Regions from separate parts of the Mus musculus genome. Here region 1 is linked to region 2. The links are chromatin contacts, called in public HiChIP or PLAC-seq maps. All regions are on one chromosome and are shown on one strand. The core of a region is the stretch at or near the end of the contact, and the rest is flanking DNA. Distances in the headings are between cores, read along the strand shown. Region 1 has its middle 8.0 kb from the start of Mcl1. Region 2 overlaps Arnt (aryl hydrocarbon receptor nuclear translocator).

Region 1 (3,288 bases), core at 175-2,674, 170 kb before region 2:
TTTGGCAATGGTAGTGTTTGTGGGTCTTTCTTCTTGATACAGGCTCTTGTCCTGTAGCCCTGGCTGGCTTGGTACTATGTAGCCCAAGCTAACCTCAAACTGGGTGGTCCTCCTGCCTCTGCCTCTTGGGTTCTGGGGTTACAGGTGTGAGCCGTCATGCTTGGCTAGCGATGTTAGTAAACACCTTGAAAGGCAGCCCTCAGAGCAAAAGTTATGTTGCTCAAAACTCTGCCGAACCTCACCTCAGCTGGGCTAATAAAGCTGCTGGCCTAGGTGGTTTCTTTCTTTCCTCTTTTTTTTTTTTTTTTTTTTTTTTGAGATAGAGCTTCATGACATAGCCCAAACTTGTGATCCTCCTGCCTCAGCATTTTGAGAGTATATAGTTTGGTTCTAACAAAAGTAGTCAACATTGGAGCCTGGGGTACAGGTTGTGATCCAGTGAGGACCCCCTGGAATCAGTTCCCAGCACAGAATAATCTATCCAGAGTTCACCTTTGCCTTGAATCAGTTCGTTGGAGCGGGTACTATGGTGGACACTTGTGATTCCAAGAGCCCAGAGGCTGAGTGAGGCTGAGGCAGGAACCCAGTTTCGAAACCAGGGCAGTATAGCAAGACCGTGTCTCAAAAAACAAAACAAAACTAGCTATATCAGTCAGTCGGGGATAGAGAGAGCACTCAGTGGTCGAGAACTTTCCACTCTTTCCAGGGGATTTGAGTTTGGTTCCCAGCACCAAGGTTGGGTGTTTCCCCGCCACCTGCAACTCAAGGTCACAGGGGCTGACGTCGTCCTCTGGCCTTCAAGGGCACCCGGACTCAAGTGCGTCTGCCTCAGTCCAGCCACAGATACAAAAAGTCATCTGTCTTGGTGAAAGACTCAGGATTTAGGAGAAGCTACGTGACAGAGGCCATGAAGCCACGAAAATGGGTTTCTCAACCTTGTTTACATCACTTGTCTTGACTGAACAGAGCCCGGGAGCTCTAAGGACCCACTAGTTCCCAAATTCTCAAAACCTGCACTTGTATTCTTTTTTTCTCTTGTTTTATTTTATCTGAGCTAGAGTCTCCATAGTTCAGGGTGGCCTAGAACTCACTATATAGCTAAACTTCAGCCGCCTCCACCTTCTGAGTGATGAAACTATAGTCATGTGACATCACCTCCAGTGTGGTGCAGGAACCTAAACCTAGGGCTTTTTGTGTGACTGACAGAGCTGTGAGCCCAGCACACCCTCTCTGTGGTCTTGGGGATCAAGCCTAAGGATTCTCGGATGTCAGACAAGCACTGTGTCACCAAGCTATGGTATTTCCACCTCTCCTGCCTTCTCTGCTCTCCTCTCCTTCCCTTCCCTGGCCTCTTCCCAGATTGCACTGTGCTGCCCGGGCAGAACTTAGACGCCTGGGCTCAAATCATTCCCCTGCCTCCAGCTTCTAAGTAACTGGGCTTCCAGGCATGTTCTGCCACACCCATCCTGGGTATTTCTTGTACTTTAGGGCCAATAGAAGAGGAAGTGATGCAGAAATCCAATAGAGGAAGCTGGGGAATGACTCAGACTTTCCTAAGCATAAAAAGCATTTTGAAATGACCTTCAATGTCAAAGCAAGACTCATGACAACTGAAGGATGCCAGGACTTTCCTTTGTGAGGATGAGTTAGGATTCACATGGGGTAGCTTTAGTCACAGTACACTGTCCCTGCCAAAAAAAACCAAAAAACAAAAAAACCAAACCCTCCCTCATAGGTCTGTTGATGTTTGAATCTCAGACTCTCCCCCTCCCTCTCTCTCCGGGGTTTTATGTAGCTCCATTTGCTTCAGACGCCCCAGAGCTGTAGCCAAAGACAGCTGAGAACCCTTGAGCTTCGCGCTTACACCTCCACAGTGCAGGACCACAGCCCACTCTGGTGTTTGAAATCCTGTTAGTTGAATTTTGGTTCTAGTTAAAAACAAGCATAGGTCAAAACAGCTCAGGGTAAGTCACTTCCCTCCAAGCTTGAAGATCTGAGTTCCATCTCTGGGACTCCCATGGTGGAGGCAGAGAACTGACTTCCCAAAGCTGTCCTCTGTTCATGTACACACAACTGTGCATGCTTGCCCCATGCACACACCCCACAAATGTAATAAATTTTTCTTGTTTTCTTTCTGGCCCAAAGATTTATTTATTATTATACATAAGTACACTGTAGCTGACTCCAGATGCACCAGAAGAGGGTGTCAGATCTCATTAGGGGTGGTTGTGAGTCACCATGTGGTTGCTGGGATTTGAACTCAGGACCTTCTGAAGAGCAGTCTTCTCGCCATCTCGCCAGCCCTATTTTATTATTATTATTTTGGGACTGGAGAGGTGGCTCAGCAGTTAAGAGTACTTCCAGCGGGCACAATTCCAGTCCCCAGCACCTCTCTCAGGTTAACTCAGATCAGCCTGGCCCTGGCCCTCTTCCAGCTTCTGCACTTCCCTGTCCCTATCCCCACCCCCACCCCGGCCCCCCAGACAAATACTTGAAGATGAACAATAATTTTAATGTAGTTTTGAAAACACTACTGCATGCTGTCTAGCGATGCACTGACGTGACCCTCCCAGCACTTAGGGGGCTGAAGTGGGAGGACAGGTAAGTTCCAGGCTAGCCTGAGCTGATGTTGAGATTGTTTCTAACACAAGAAAGGACTGAGTGTGTGATCCAAGGAGGAAATCCAGGGATGATCTGAGAAAACTTGATGTTATGGAATTCTATTCAGTCTTTCCTATCTGAACCTTCTGACAGATTTAATAAGGTGTCACAGAGGCTATGGATCTAGCTTGGGCAGATGCTTGCCTAGCAGGCACAGACCCTGTGTTTGTGCCCACCCCACCCCACCCCCAGTACCATTCACACGGGGTATGGTGGTACACACCATAATCCTAGCCCTTGGGAAGTAGAGGCAGGTGGACCAGGAGTTTAAGGTCATCCTTGGCTACAAAGTGAGTTCTAGGCTACACTAGGATACATGAGTTCCTGCCTCAAAAGAAAAAACAGTCCATTTTTTTCTTTTTAATATACGATTAATGTATTTGTTACTCAAACAAGAGGCTCATTATGGGATTTTCATATATGTACATTGTTTTTGTTGTTTTGTTTTGTTTTGTTTTGTTTTGTTTTGTTTTGTTTTGTTTTGTTGAGACAGGGTTTCTCTGTGTAGCCCTGGCTGTCCTGGAACTCACTCTGTAGACCAGGCTGGCCTCGAACTCAGAAATCCGCCTGCTTCTGCCTCCCAAGTGCTGGGCATTTATGTATATTACACATGTATTTTGCACATAT
Region 2 (3,382 bases), core at 283-2,782:
ATAAAGGGGTACATAGTATTGCTAACTGTTAGTAACATATTGCCAATTGTTTATGTAACCAAATATACCAGAGAGAAATTACTGTATATTTTCCCTACCTGCTGGTGGCCAGGCCTTGATGTAGCCTGTGCAGTGGACTACCACAAAGTGAGGTTCTCCTTCCTTCACAGAGCCAAGCCCATTCCTAGAAAAGGTATAGGAATCCGGGGTGAAATTCTACAAAGGAAACCTGTGTTTTAAAAGCATTTATTTATTTATTTATTTATTTATTTATCCATTTATTACTGGTACGTGTGTGGATGCTGCACCAGCCCTTGTTGAAATAAAACACACAAGAAAAATAGGTAACATAGTAAGCAACTTCCTTGAACAAGAGAAGCTTTTAAAGTTCAGAAACAATACAGGCAGGGTGGTGCATGCCTTTGATCCCAGCACTCAAGATCTCTGAGTTCAAGACCAGCCTGGTCTACAGATTAAGTTTCAGGACAGCCAGGGCTACACAGAGAAACCCTGTCACAGAAAAACCAATCAGTCAATCAATTGATGGATGGATTGATCTATTCAGTAAGTTCAGAAACACATTGTGAGACGGTAAGTGACCGTGAGGTAAAAGAAGGTGAGAGCCAGTAGAGAAGGTAAAAATCCCATCTCTTGATCTCCACTGCCTAAGATCTTACCTGCATCTGTTCCTCAAAAAGCTCAGTCTATTCATGGAAACAGGGTCCACGGAGCTAGTACCACACCTGTCAACAAACAGAAGATGCAAATTGCTGGGCTATGGGAAACAGTAACAACAGAATAAGAAGATCCAACTACACACTGAAAACTAGTAAGTAACAAGAAAAGTCAGGCTGAGATGGAAAAACCTTCTATTATTTTGTTTGCTTGTTGTTTTGTTTAATTTGAGGCAGCACCTTCAGGCTTAGGCTGGTTTGAAACTTTCTATGTGGCCAGGGAAGACCTTGAACTTCTGACCCTTTGATCAACAGCACCTGAGTGATGGCACTACAGGCAGGTATCAACATACCAGTCGGTGTTAGGTATTGAACCCATGACTCCATGCATTTTAGACAAGCACTCTACCAACCAAGCCATATTATATTCCCGACCCTGGCTGATTGTGTGTCTGTCTGTCTGTCTGTCTGTCTGTCTGTCTGTCTGTCTGTCTGTCGGTCTCTCTCTCTGTCTCTGTCTCTGTGCATGCCCTATGTAGGTTCCAGTAATCAACCGTGTATTATCAGGCTTTCTGCCAAGTTTCCTTACACTAAGCTATCTATCTCTGGTTTCCAACCCAGACCACTTTTTGAAACAGGATCTCATACAACACAGAATGAACACAAACTGTCTGCTTGCCTTTAAGTCCCAAGTAATGAGATATAGAAAGTACCACCAGGCCAACAGAGTTAGTAGATTACTTAAAAACTGAGTATTGAGCTGTTTCTGTGCTTGCCAGGCGAGCCTCTGGCCTCCGAGCAGTAAGTCCTCCTTTTATGTTTTATTTCCCTAACTTTGGACTGGAGCTCACCAAGTTGCCCACACTGGCCTTGATCTTGATTGAGATCCTCTTTCCTTAGCCTCAAGAGGAGCAAAGATGAAAGGTTTGGACTCCTTTAAAACTTTTAATTGGCCTAAAACTCCAACTAAAACAATTGCATACACTCTTCAAATGCCATCTTTTTACATCAGGAGTTGGTGACTGTTTTACTGTTTTCTGTGAATGACTAGACAGTAAGTGGTTTTAGTCTGATGGTCACACAGTCTTTTAACTAGACAATTCTGAGCAATCAAGCATAAAAGCAGCCAAAGATGACAAGTGTTCACACAGGAAGAGCTATGGTGCAATGAAGCTTTAGTCACAAATAAGAACTTCTGTTCTCTGACTTCTGCTCTAAGCATATCATCTCTGTGTGCTATATTTCATTATTATTCACCTTACTCCAGGCTTACCATGTCCACAAGATACGCCCTCCAATCCTACTTCTATTCTTTCTCTATTTTTTTTTTTTTTTTAGAGATAAGGTCTTACTATGTAGTTCATTCTAGCCTGGAATTCATGATCTTCCTACCTTAGCCTCCAAGGTTCTGGGATTACAGGCATGCACCACCAAATCTAGATTGATTGTTTGAGACAAGGTTTCACTATATAGCCCAGGAGATCCAGAACTTGCTATATAGGCCATACTGGCCTTGTAGGAATCCTCCTGCCTCAACGTTCTTTTTAAAGTATTTTCATACTATCAATCGAGCTAATCCTGATAACAATGTTTTACGTTTGACAGTCTCACCTCCAATAGTGGATGATGACATCAAAGCAACACAAGTCTTATAGTATCAAATTAGAATTCAAATCCAGGGAATACTATGGATTCAAACAACTTACTTGGGAGGCAGTCAGACAGGTCTCTGTGATTTCAAGGTCAGCCTGTCCTACATAGCCAATTCTAGAACAGCCAGGGGTACACAGTGAGACCCCATCCCTAAACAAATACCAACATTCAGTCAACTACAGTGATATACCTTCTGTAGACCCAAGCTACTTAGGAAACTCAAATGGAGGATAACTTGAGCCGAGGATCTTTAAATGAGCCTGGACAACATAATAAGACCCCACCCCCTCAAAATAAACCAGAGTAGCCTGATTCCAGCGGCTCCTCTAAACTATTAAACTATGGAATAGTCAATTTTGTACCTCTGCCAGAAACTCTTTTTTTTTTTTTTTTTTTTTAACGTAGCCAGGGAGATTGGCCATCAGGTAAAGGTGCTTGTGACAAGCCTCATGACCTAAATTTGATTACCTCAACCCACAGTGTTGTAGGAAAGAACCAACAACTTGCACCCCAAACACCACACACGAGTCCACATCCACATATATCATGCACACATAATTTTTTTTAATCTGAAAAACAAAACAAACAAAAACCGCCTATAATCTCAGCACTTGGATGATGAAGCAGGTCAGTCTTGAGTTTTAAGTCTGAATACACATCAATGGTGGAGTTCTGCTGCTATGAACTAAAACAAGATTCTCTATCAGTCTCGTGATCTCGAGAACCTAATGCTTCACTCACATATGCCGGCCTCTGCCTCCTGAGCACTATGATTTAAGACAAGCAATGTCACACTCGGTTTGTCTATTGTTTTTACTTTATATGCATTGGTGTTTTGCCTGCATGTATGTCAGTGTCAAAGCGTCAGATCTTGTAGTTACAGTTTCGAGCTGCCATTAGGTGATGGGATTTGAACCCAGGACTTCTAGAAGAGCAGTTAGGGCCCTTAACTGATGAGCCATCTTTCTAGCACATCTGTTCTGTTTTGTAAGATTTATTTTATTTAGCTGTATGCATGGAAAAGGAGGGGAGTATGTGCATGTTGAGCTACCTGT

What was found. HiChIP or PLAC-seq counts read pairs in DNA pulled down with a chosen protein or histone mark.
Region 1: an H3K4me3 HiChIP or PLAC-seq map of bone marrow-derived macrophages shows a contact between it and region 2, with 2.5 times the contacts expected there. The contact joins two enhancer-like sites. A contact is called at or near these places in 4 of 115 datasets of contacts at active chromatin or transcription factors (the HPC-7 cell line, bone marrow-derived macrophages and embryonic stem cells) and 2 of 9 other capture datasets (adipose tissue and pancreatic islet).

Annotation. Positions count from the first base shown.
Region 1 is chr3:95,649,042-95,652,329 of GRCm38.p6, reverse strand. No RefSeq gene overlaps it. Among named protein-coding and RNA genes, the nearest start is that of Mcl1, 8.0 kb to the left of the region's middle. RefSeq lists a cis regulatory region at 1-3,288. Within about 2 kb of position 1,424, at least 209 of the 459 cell types and tissues checked have an H3K27ac peak or open chromatin away from gene starts, as enhancers often do. A contact at or near this core is called in bone marrow-derived macrophages, where this site is marked.
Region 2 is chr3:95,477,556-95,480,937 of GRCm38.p6, reverse strand. It overlaps Arnt (aryl hydrocarbon receptor nuclear translocator), which reads right to left. Exons shown (of 22, transcript NM_001037737.2): 9 at 678-743; 10 at 99-184. Among named protein-coding and RNA genes, the nearest start is that of Ctsk, 20 kb to the left of the region's middle. Within about 2 kb of position 1,532, at least 4 of the 459 cell types and tissues checked have an H3K27ac peak or open chromatin away from gene starts, as enhancers often do. A contact at or near this core is called in bone marrow-derived macrophages, where this site is marked.